Regions from separate parts of the Zea mays genome. Here region 2 is linked to region 1. A link is a contact called in public Hi-C data. All regions are on one chromosome and are shown on one strand. The core of a region is the stretch at or near the end of the contact, and the rest is flanking DNA. Distances in the headings are between cores, read along the strand shown.

The links. A called contact is a pair of places that touch in the nucleus more often than the background predicts.
Region 2: a Hi-C map of leaf shows a contact between it and region 1, with 6 times the contacts expected there. The contact joins two enhancer-like sites. A contact is called at or near these places in 5 of 25 Hi-C or Micro-C datasets (bundle sheath, ear, leaf and 1 more).

The regions. Positions count from the first base shown.
Region 1 is chr1:30,329,869-30,336,040 of Zm-B73-REFERENCE-NAM-5.0, forward strand. It overlaps the pseudogene LOC109461481. Among protein-coding and RNA genes, the nearest start is that of LOC103633216, 8.7 kb to the left of the region's middle. Within about 2 kb of position 3,498, at least 1 of the 20 cell types and tissues checked has an H3K27ac peak or open chromatin away from gene starts, as enhancers often do. A contact at or near this core is called in leaf, where this site is marked.
Region 2 is chr1:30,654,469-30,660,640 of Zm-B73-REFERENCE-NAM-5.0, forward strand. No RefSeq gene overlaps it. Among protein-coding and RNA genes, the nearest start is that of LOC100278274, 19 kb to the right of the region's middle. Within about 2 kb of position 3,998, at least 19 of the 20 cell types and tissues checked have an H3K27ac peak or open chromatin away from gene starts, as enhancers often do. A contact at or near this core is called in leaf, where this site is marked.

The sequences.
Region 1 (6,172 bases), core at 2,248-4,747:
TAAAAAGATGAGAGTAATTGTTAGGAATAAATTCAGCTTCCATTCAATTGCAATGACGAAGGTAGGGGGAAAATCTTATGTCAATAGGCAAAGTATTTATTGGATATTACCTTTTTATGCTGTAACTCAGTTTTTTCCTGGAAATTATATTCTTCGGTCAGAAGTTGTAGCGTATCTAATTTGACCTCCGAAGATTCCAAGCAGACCTCTGAAGACTGCAAACAGTAAGTGATTGTCAAAAAATAGGAAACAAAAATTTCAGTTTTATGTCATACAGTTTGAGAGGGGTTACAAATTAAAAAAATACGTAAATAAATATTTTTTTATTGAACAACATATACAGTTCTAGACATTTTTATACTAAACATGGTGTATGTCTATATGAGTGTACAAAACTATATGACTGAATAGCCCATATAGTTGTAGATGAAGGATCCTAGTTCATAACACTACTGAATCCGACATTCAGTCTGCATTCAATTGTAATGGCAAAGGGAGGAAGAGAATAAAAAAACTAAATTGTAAGCACGGTGGAGGGAATCAAGTAAATATTTCAATTTTCTGTTATATAGTTTGAGAGGGGTTACGAATAAAAAAAAAGATATACGTAAATAAATATTTTTTGATGGAACAACATATACAGTTTTAGACATTTTTTATATTAAACATGGTGTCTGATAACCTAGGGAGAGTGCAGTAGAAAGACAGATTTAATATGACACATATTATTTACATATTTCTTTTATACGCGGTTATAAATATCATTTTACAGTAAAGGTCACCAAAGTTGTCAATCTCCTATGAAATAGCAGAACTGCAAAATTACTTTTACTTATTTTTTTTCAAAAAAAAAACAACAACTATGTAATCAGTGGCACCGGCACAACTTGGAATGAAGTGTGGTATTATTCAGAAGAACCAATTGTTTTGAATGCATTGATTCAGTTCATCTATTTCAGAAGAACCAATGGGCTCAACTGATTTTTCCCCTCTTTTTTTTTGTATTTGTTCTGCTGTCATAGATTCGAGAGTATACTAATCTTTGTGGCTAATAGGCGGAACAATTCCAAATACATAATTATCAGAAGAAATAGATGAAGTGAAAGCTAACGTAATTATTTCGAACACAAAAGTCAGTAGAGAATAAAATAAAATTAAACCTAATGTACATCTCATACGAGATTTCCTGGCTGTTGTACAACTACAATACATACCCAAGAAATTATTCAAGAAATTATGTGTGCTAATAGAACAATGGCAAGAAAGACACCTTACTGTCACAGCAATTTACTATATTAATAGCGGGAGTATATTAACAGCAACAACAAAGATTATAATCCATCTAACGTTTTTATCATCAGCAACAACAAAGATTATAATCCAATAAAGTTGGGATAGGCTAGATATCTATTGCAGAAAACCCCAACAGTGGTCTCTAAACCCTAACCGAATACGACCATTTTGTTCCGTGCTCTCTAGAAAATGCTAGCAGTGGTGTAGGGGACTCGACGGCAGACGGAGGATGAATGCCGCTCGGGGAAAAAAAATGCCTGTATGCTTGCGTTGTGGCTCTGATGTGTTTGAGAAAGCAAAGGGGAGGGAAGATGCTTGCTACATCTTGAGGAGGCGAAGGATAGGCATACCTGAATGCTGAGAAGTCGCTGGGAGAAGTCGCTGGGAAGCTGGCGTAGCGGCGGCGGCGGTAGCCGAGTCGTCCGTCGCCTGTGCGAAGGGATTGGAGAAAAGGAGGTTTCAAGAAAGAAATTTGCTTTGCTTCAATACTGTATCGCTCAGCTACACGGGCGGAGGAAGCAAGGAAAACCATTTCCTTCTGTCTGAATCTGGATGTTTCCTGGATGTTCTCCACTTACTATTCAAGATTCGTATGAAGCGTTGGATTTCCATCAGACGGCTGCCGTTATTTAAGATGACGTGGCCTAATCTTGTGTCGGAGTTGCTCCCGCTGTTAATATAGTAAATGTGGAGTGGCCACCGGGAACTGGTGAACTAGATATTTGTTGTACATGCTGCAACATTTCACCATCAGTATAAACTTCATGGACCATGGTTTGAAACAATGAACAAGTGTTCAGAGAGGCACTCTTAGAGCGAGAAAGAGGGAGCAAAATAAGTAATGACTAATAAGAAAAAAGGTAGCTAAAACTACATTATGTAATATAATTAATCTTGTATGTACCCTATTGTTCCTCACATTTAGTCCCATTTACTGAAATTGTCTCTTCATGTTCATCAGTAGACGCAATAAAATATTGGTGGCATTACTCTTTGGAACCAATAAGAAGTTTTTGTGATATTGGTGGTATTTTATTTTATACTTGCATGGACTGTCTAGCGCTCGGTAGGGCGCATTCTTTTCTAGTATACTAGATGAGTATAAAACATAAGAAACATATTTGTTTGTCGGTTATATTATATAGGTGTAAATAAGTATTTAGAGCTAACGACTATGGTTTAAACCCTTGTGTGTGTATATATAGCATATTTTTGTCATTTGAACATTATATATTGTTTTAAGCCCGTTAGGCCCATTGGGTCACCCCGACAGATTATTAACCTAGCAGGTCATGTCTAGGCCTCACTCGGGACTAGAAATGTCAATGAGGAATTCCACACCGGGTTTAGATATCTCATACCCATCCACATGAAGCTATAGCTATCTCCATCTCCATAACCCATACCCATCCTCATTCGTGTATCGAGTCCCAATAAATTCTCATTCTTATATAAAAAGCATGACCATATTATATTTTATATGACATCAAGATACCCAACAACAATACATCACAAATAAATATGTTATCTAACAAGAAAATATTGTTTAACCACACAAAAGAGGTGGGCAGAGCGGCTGGTGGCTATACTCTTGGGTTGGGTGGATGGGTGCTTAAAAAGGTTGGGAGAGTTAGAGTTAATTGTTGGGCTTATTGTCTATTGGGTTGCATATATAATTTTACTAGATAGATATTATCTATGGGTAATCATCATGTTCAGATTCTACTTTCTCGTATCCATACCAAATGGAGAAAGAGTTTATCCATACCAAATGGAGAAAGAGTTTCTCAAATCTATACCTTTCCATACGATACGACCCTGATAGATATTCGAGTATCAGCACACCCCCACTCGGACCCGTTGACCGGGTATAGTGGGTGTTTGGTTTCTAGGGACTAATGTTTAGTCCCTTCATTTTATTCCTTTTTAGTATATAAATTGCTAAATATAGAAACTAAAATAAAGCAATTTTGGAACAAAAATGGAATAAAATGTAAATGATCAAAATGTACCCAACAGGTCGAGTACTCTTTCATGGAAGGCAGGGTTTTGGATACAGCAGCTAATTATTGAGTCAGTTCTATTCAAATCCCCAATACTATCTCGTATTATGTATTTAAATCGGTTGAATCACAGAATACAGACTAAAGGATCTGGGTGGAGTCGAACCACCTTCCGTCAAAGGCTGTATTGGACAGTCCAGTGAGGGCCTCACCGTGTTGAGACAAGATCCACAGTTAGGAGACAAACAGGGCTAATGGCGTGTGTAAATTTCAACGCTGATCAAAATCTAAAACAAATTTTAAATTTTGTTTAATTTTTTTTTTTGTAGAATTAGGTCACACAAACAATTTTCTACGCGCCTTGGTTAACAGTACTAGTTACAAATGGCAGCAATCAGTGGTCTTCAGAATGCAACAAGACTATCTAATAACCAGTAAAAAATCGAGTTATTGATAATTGACATATACCTTCGTAGAGCAAAATCGAGTTATTGATTGATAATGGATGTGGTGAAGCCTCCAAAAAAATTTGCAAACAATGGCTGCTCAGAATTAACAATCCGACACGAATATACAAACAATAGAACAGCAAGATCACTGAACATCAGTCGCCAGAGACTGCACATGTCCACCGCAGCCATTTACCATGACGACCAAATAAGGGATTTTTACTTCTCCACAAACATTTCTTTATCTACAGTGTAGATTTAACTACAAGCATACCAAAATCTGGAAAGTCAAAACATCTTTAATTTGAAAAGGAGGGGAAAACATCTGGAAAGTAAATACATTTTTTGATTTTGAGAAGAGGGAAATTTAAGGAGGCATTAAGAATAAACTCACCCAAAGGAGAAAGCTCAAATTAAGGCCTATGTTTGGAACCAAGAGCTAATAGTTAGCCAGCTAACAAATTGCTAATAGCTAGATTAATCCAGTTAACGAGTTAATGAACTAATTGTTAAATAGCTGACAATTGTGAGTGTTTAAAACCTCTATATCTAATTTTAGAGGCTAACGATTAGTTCTAGAAGAACCAAACAGGACCAGACTATAGCAAAAAGTATCTTATCCTGCAAAATAAAGATGTAGTCCTCCGTCCCTTCACACACGCATGCAGTGCGCACGCAAGACTTCATGCAAGCGCCCCCTAAACACATGCGCGCAATGCTGCATTGCTTTGATCGCCCGGATAAATGATAATACACAGCTGAATGAACGCCTTATCATATAAACTAACTACAATAAAAATGACTGCAACCATACGTCTCGCATTCGAAGCTACAACAAATAATACACAGCTGAATCTCTCTGTATGTACAATGTCTTCACAGACAAGTTCGCATAAACAGCCGTAGGACATTAGACGTATGCAGGAACAACTCAACTAGCTAATAATTTTGAATATGCGGGAACTACTCAACTAGCGAATATTTTTTAGTACGCAGTAAAAGACTTAGGTCATTGAACTTAGCAAATAATTATCATATTTTTATTATCTCTCATGAGAATCCGGAATTGCATGCGACTAATTTCATTTATACTTGATTCATATATTCCACATGATATCTCCAGTTAAATGTTAAGAATATGTGGAAATTTGAAATATTGTATTTAAAGCATCTATAACCGTGCTTTAAATCAGTACCCTACCTTAAAATATAGAGCAACTCAGTAAAAACAGCTCCAACACAGTGCCCTATTTTATAAATTTCGGAGTAAGGCTCTATCCTTGTTTTCTACATCATTCTAAACATTTTTTCTAATAACATAATTTATTTCCTAAGATACATGATTAAAGCTTAAATGTTGAAGCACAATTTGTTTTTGGCGACCTGAACACTTTAAATGTAGTATTTTAAATTTGAGACATCATTGAGTCACCTTGTTAGAAATGCTCTTAAACCTAGGGGATATGCAAATACAATAGCAATGCATGAACAACTAGTCATCAAATATTAAAACGTCACAGATTGTAGTGCAAAAAAAAAAGAGAATCCCTGGTTTTCACATATACGAATCCTTAGGAGATACTTGAAACCTAGCTTCAACTCAAGAGATCAATAATAGGTAAATACTCAAATGAACTATAGTGCAAGTTGAACAAGCTCTTATCTGAGTTATGTCTTGTATCTAATTGTGAGCTTGAGCAGAATATTTCTTCCCTGTCCGGTGACCAAGAAAGAAAGCTTTGAAGGCCATAGCCATTTCATACTGACGATGCTGAATAGTGACCTTCACATCATACAAATACTCCGTCCACCGTGTAGGCACTGCAGTTGATCTTATATACAAACACCGTGATGAGGCAGGAGGTCTTCATATGGCACAGCAGTTAATCTTCATGCGGTGACAACGACGTATCATATAAACTAACTACAATAAAATGACTGCAACCATGCGTCTCGCAATCGAAGCTACAGCAAATAATACACAGCTGCATCTCTCTGTATATACAATATATAACTTCTCAAATATAACAAAGGAAACTAAAAATCTTCCGTAATGCATCTAGATACGTTTTTAAATGATAATGACAGACAAGTTCACCGAAGGACATTACACGCATGCAGGAACAACTGTAGCTAATAATTTTGTATATGCCGGAACGACTCAACTAGCGAATATTTTTTAGTACGCAGGATAATTATGACGTTTTTATCATCTCACATGAGAATCGAATCTGGAATTGCCCAGATTTTCAGACCTAGTTCGTTATACTAGATTCATATATTCCAGATGCTATCTCCAGTCAAATGTTTTTCTTCAATGGTCAATAGAAGACCCCCGTGCGAGAAGCGTTGGGTGAAGAACAAGAACGCCTTACAGAGTGAATGAACGCCTTTCGCATGTGCTTTATAGCCTTACGGGATAAGCGT
Region 2 (6,172 bases), core at 2,748-5,247, 330 kb after region 1:
ACTTTTAAAACTAATTGATGAACACGATAAAAAGGCGGAGTTTTCTTGCTTATCGCCTAACGAGTTGGATTCTAAATCTTTTGCCAATGATAGGCTTGCCAATATTTTGAGAGAGGAAGAAGTTCGTCTCTTCCAGAGGGCCAAGGTCAAGCATCTTCTCGAAGGGGATGATAATACAAAATATTTCCATTTAGTGGCCAACGGCAAGCATCGAAGACAGCGGATTTATTCTTTGGAGGATGAGAATCGTGGTTGTATAACTGATGAGGAAGAACTTAAAAACCATATAACAAGGTATTACAAAAACCTCTTTGGGAAGCCAGACATATCATCGACCAAACTTAATGAATCTATTATCCAAGACATTCCTCAAGTCTCGGATGTAGAGAATGAAATTCTAACCGCTGAGTTTACTATAGAGGAAGTTAAAAAGGTGGTATTTAGTATGGAGCATAATAAAGCTCCTGGACCGGATGGCTTTCCAGCAGAGTTTTATCAAGTTTTCCGGGAAGTTATTAAGGATGATCTGTTTGCGTTGTTTGTGGACTTTCATCAAAATTCCCTTCCGGTTCACAGTTTAAATTTTGGAGTAATTACTCTAATTCCAAAGAAGGATAACGCAAATAAAATCCAGGATTATAGACCTATTTGCTTGCTTAATGTTTCGTTCAAAATCATAACTAAAGTTCTCACAAATAGAATAGGTCTAGTGGCTGACAAAATAGTCAGTCCCTCTCAGACAGCCTTTATGCCTGGTCGAAATATTCTTGAAGGGGTTATTATTCTCCATGAATCAATTCATGAATTACAGAGGAAAAAATTAGATGGGGTTATTCTTAAATTAGACTTTGAGAAGGCCTATGATAAAGTCAAATGGGAGTTTCTCCAGCAAGCGTTGCGTATGAAGGGTTTCTTCCCTTCCTGGTGTGCTTGGATCCAAACAATAGTCTCAGGAGGCCATGTTAGAGTTAAAGTGAACGATGGACGAGGTCCATTTTTCAGTACTTTCAAGGGCCTTCGTCAAGGGGACCCTTTATCGCCAATATTATTCAATATTGTTGTAGATATGTTAGCAATTCTATTTGCAAGAGCAAAAGAGGTGAATCTGTTCAAAGGAATTGTCCCGCATTTGATTCCGGAGGGATTGTCTATCCTTCAGTATGTTGATGATACGGTGGTTTTCCTAGACCATAATCTGGGGCATGCTCGGAACGTCAAACTTCTTTTGACACTTTTTGAGCAAATGTCAGGACTAAAAACAAATTTTCATAAAAGTGAGTTATTCTGCTATGGGTTGGCGAAGGAATATGAAGTGCAATACTCTCACTTATTCGGGTGTGGAATTGGGACAATGCCTTTCAAATATCTCGGGATTCCTATGACTCATAGAAGATTGAGAAATAGTGACTGGCAAGGTGTGATTGACCGGTTTGAAAGGAGACTTAGTACTTGGAAGGCTAAATTTCTATCGTCAGGTGGTCGACTGGTCTTACTCAATTCTGTGTTGAGTAGTCTTCCTATATTTATGTTGTCTTTTTTCGAGATTCCGGCAGGCGTCTTGAAGAAATTGGATGCGATCCGTTCCAGATTCTTCTGGCAGGGAGGAGGCAGTAAAAGAAAGTATAGGCTTGCTAGATGGAATGTTGTTTGTCAACCCAAAGCGATAGGTGGTTTAGGTGTCTCTAATCTGGCTGTTAAAAACATCAGCTTACTCAGCAAATGGCTCTTCAAATTATTCAATGAGGATGGGATGTGGCAACAATTACTTAAAAATAAATACCTAAGAGTTAAATCCCTTACTCAAATATCTAGAAGACCGGGCGATTCTCATTTCTGGTCAGGTTTAATGAATACTAAGGATCAATTTCTCAGATGGGGGCGCTTCGAAGCGAGGAATGGTCAAACTATCAGATTTTGGAAGGATAAATGGCTAACCAGTCGGTCTCTTTGTGAGCAATTTCCGAATCTATTTAATATAGTGCGGAATAAATCAGTATTAGTGGTAGACGTTTTTTCAGCTACGAATCTTAATTTATCTTTTTGCCGAATAATTAGGGGGATTAAATTGATGGAATGGCACAACATGTTAAACTTGCTATCTAATGTTACTTTGAATCTGTCTAGCGACAAATTTGTTTGGGATGGTCATAAGGATGGAATTTTCTCAGTCCAATCTATGTACCATTGTTTGATGAATAATCCCAACGATGAACGGAATAAAAAGCTCTGGAAACTTAAGCTCCCCTTGAAAATAAAAGTTTTTTTTGTGGAATTTATGTCGGGGAGCGATCCTTACTAAAGATAACCTAGCCAAAAGACGCTGGAAAGGCAGCTTGACTTGTAGCTTTTGCAACCGAAATGAGAGTATTCATCATATCTTTTTTGACTGCTATATGGCCAGTAACATATGGAGATTAATTTACTATGCCTTAAAGATAGACAGGCCCGTTAGCATTAATCACATTATTGGGTCTTGGGGAAGCAATATGAGTCCAGGATACAAAAAATTATTACTCTCTGGAATCTCAGCTTTATTTTGGTCTATTTGGCTTAGTCGAAATGAAGTTGCTTTTAATCATAAACCAATACCATCAATTCTGCAGGTCATTTTCAGAGGTACTTAATGGTTCAGATTCTGGAGACTTCTACAGAAGGAGGAATCACATCAACAAATCCTCGATGTCTGTCAAGCGTTGGAAGTGGTGGCGATGGAAGTCTTTGCAAATCATGGATGGCGCTCAAATGCAAGAATTGAGGATGGCTAGAGTTACCTACATTCTCGTGATTTTGCTTCTTTAAGTTAGTTTCATTTTCTATGCAACGTTTTTCGGATGTAATAATTGTCTTGTGTTGGCTGTACGCATTACCATGCTAAAGCCGGAACTCATGTTTCCATTATAAAAAAAATCCATTTTCCTTACGTGCAGCAGGTAACTATACAGATGTTCAGACAAAATCAATGTATGTGGTGATTCAGGATAAGACAATGTGGGCAACCAATCAATCCGAAACGGTTAGAATGGCAGGACTCCATCCCAATTCGTGAGAACGGAGCGGCTCCGGATCCAATTTGTATCCACTCGCAGTCGCAGGACGGCAAATCAGATGTGCACTGACATAACTTGAGAGTAGCAATCGGCGAGCCTTGCAACAGGATGGACGCACGCATCCCTGGCTGGACCCTGGTCAACAATATACAACTCCTGCGAACTGCTGGTGCTGTAGACTGTGGTGGTCCGTCCGTGGCAGCAGGGTCGTGGGCCGTGATGGTCATTTCAGTATTTCACGCAACGCAAGGGAACTTGGACCCTTTTCTCCATGCGGATCGCTGCTCCTCTGCACGCGGCAGCCGCGCGCGTGCAGGTGTAGAGGAGGCAGGCAGGCGCTGCACTGGAGCGTGGTGCATGGTGTACAGTTGTTTGTTCTGATCGGCTTTGGCTCGGTCTGAGCATGATGGAAACGCGTTTCCAATGATAAGGTGTTGGAAGTCAACAGCACAACCAGAGAGTTCCATGCTAAACGAGTTAGTTCTCTTTCCTCGGTCACTCGCCCCCATGACGCGTGCATCCATCCTCTCTGGTGGTGCTGTAGCTGTAGCACGAGCATGAGCACGAGGCCGCCTAACCAACCATTACTGCTCCACGACCTGACGGGTTGATCCCATCCGCAGATCTAGCTGACGGACAGGCCCGGATGGAACCTAACGAGATGACCGACCGACCGATGGATGCATGGAGGAGAAGCTGACACAGGCCGCGGTGCGGGCAAAGCAAGTTGCGCGCGAGGTGGCCGCGGAGCACTAGTTAACAAAGTTGCCGCTATGCGTCGGTCGCATGGCTCCCCATATCCGCGTCGCTCTCTCCGGGTCCGGGCCGGGCGCGTCGCCGTCACGCGCGCACGCACTCGGTGACGCACGCACGTGAGCTAGGTGAGACCGGACCGGACCGGACACGCCGGCGCGTCGCGCGCATTTCTTTTTCCCTCCCTGTCCCTGCCCAACCGTGCGCGCGAGCACGCGCCGAGCCAGATCCTCCCTCCCGCGCCGCGCGGGAGGGGGGTCCAGTCCAGGCCAGCAGGACGAGTGCGCGGCGTGCCAGCGAATGAACAGGCGCGGCGACCCCGACGTGTGCGCCGGCGAAAGCGACGCGGCAGCAGCCCCTCCCTCCGTCTCCACGGAGGGGGTCAGGGAGGGAGGGCGCTTGGCCACGCCACGCCACGCCGGCCGTACGGCTCGGGGCTCACGACGTCCCTGTCCCGGGCCAGATCGGGGGGGTATCAAATCGAGGAGGCTGCAGATCTTGCGGAGGCATGGCAGCGCCTTTAGCCCCGTATGAGCCAGCCGAGAGCTACGTACCGGACCTGCGAATCATTGGGCTCTCTGGGGGGCCCTCTCGTGGTGTCCAAGTCCAAGCTCCGTCCACAATTAAGGCCGGGCGCTGTGCATAGCTGTAGCATACGGTGGAGATCACCCAACGACGGCGGACGGGTCGGATTGGCTGCAACTTAACTGGTAAGTACGTACAGTGGCACAGTGGACGCGTACGTGATTGAGCGATCGCGCGCGCTGGGCCGGGGGCCTGGGCCTCTGTGTCCACTGGTACGTTGGGAGCTTGGGGAGGAGCGGTCTCTTCGATCTCGTCGAACCTCTCTCGATCCACCTACAGGCAGGGACTGTGCCGGTCCTCGCGCCAGTTTTGTTCCTTGCATTGGCACACTGTCCACTGTTCCATCGGAGGGGCGATCGTGAACCTCCACTAATCATGGTACTTGCACAGAAATTTTGCGGACAAAATGCCAGAAATCTGCCGACATGGACTCAGGCTCGATCGGACGACCTCGGACCCAAATTCTGTACCTTTTAATTCTTCTCCAGCAAGCTAAGGTTTAAGAGTAACGATAACGTAGAGAAAACACAGTGCTAATAATACTTGGTTTTCCTTAAATTGTAGACCGCAAGGTCCATGCTGATTGCTCACTAGCTAGTTCTGTTCCAAGGCTCCAAACAGCTGGTGGAACTTTGTTGTCGCTCTTTTTTTTTGTTCTTGCTTCGGTTATCTAGTCTCGAGTCTCCACGACGGGCTTTAATTTCCTCGCCTGCACTGTTCGCCTTTGCTTCTCCGCGTCTCCCTCCCTAGATACATGCATGCATATTCTATACTCCGTGCAGCATGCATGATTACACAGTGCCTGTACTATTGCACTAAAAATTGCGCATGGACATCGAGAAAAAAGCTCGCACAGTGCCATGCGTAGGGAGGACGATGGCCGACGAACGGAAAGCCTTTGAGTGGAAAAGGGAGGCATGCATGCATATGGATGGCACACATCTTTATTCGCATCATTTCCTATGACCGGACCCCATGCACGGTCGTACGTCCTTGGCCCTTGCGACGATGCTTACCTCCCACCCTACATACATACGATCGTATAGGCTGCACAATTCAGAGAGAGAGAGAGAGAGAGAGAGAGAGAGAGAGAGAGAGAGAGAGAGAGAGAGAGAGAGAGAGAGAGAAGCGACGACTAGTTTATTAGGCCTGAGAGAGTACGTGTGCATAAACTGTGTTTTCCCTGTCCGAGGCGAAAGCCACTTGCTGTTCACCCCTGGCCCTGCTTTCTGCGAGCAATCAAACAGTACTTTGTTAATGTTTGATTTGACGTTGATCTGATCTGATCTCGCTGGACTAGACGACATGTCGGCAACCGTGTGGTGTGGCTGGAGACTATATATAAATAAACAGGCTAAAAAGGTGGGAGAGAATAGAACAGCAGCAGAGCCCGGGAAAGATGTCTTACTGATGTCTCTCGCGGCACCATGAACGTGCATGGACACGAAAGATCGATGTTGCCGGGCGACCAAGGAAAAAAGGAGGCTAGCTACCCCTTTTTCTCCTTACCTAAAGACGCAACTACTATACATGCGCGAGTGCACGAAGATGTGTCGACTGCTCGACAGACAAATGGCGACTGCGATCAACGGGCAACTCGATGGCGCTCGCATTCGGCTGGTTAGTTTATTCGCGCAGGGCCGGGGATGTGACCAGCAGCAGGTTAGAGTAGAGTAGACGACGGAAAAGTTTTTTTTTTTGCCGGTCGGTCGAAAAACGCTCGCCCGACCGAGAGTGCGAGTGCGAGCTGAAGTGCGCGCGCGCGCCATCATTAATTCGCTGCGGTC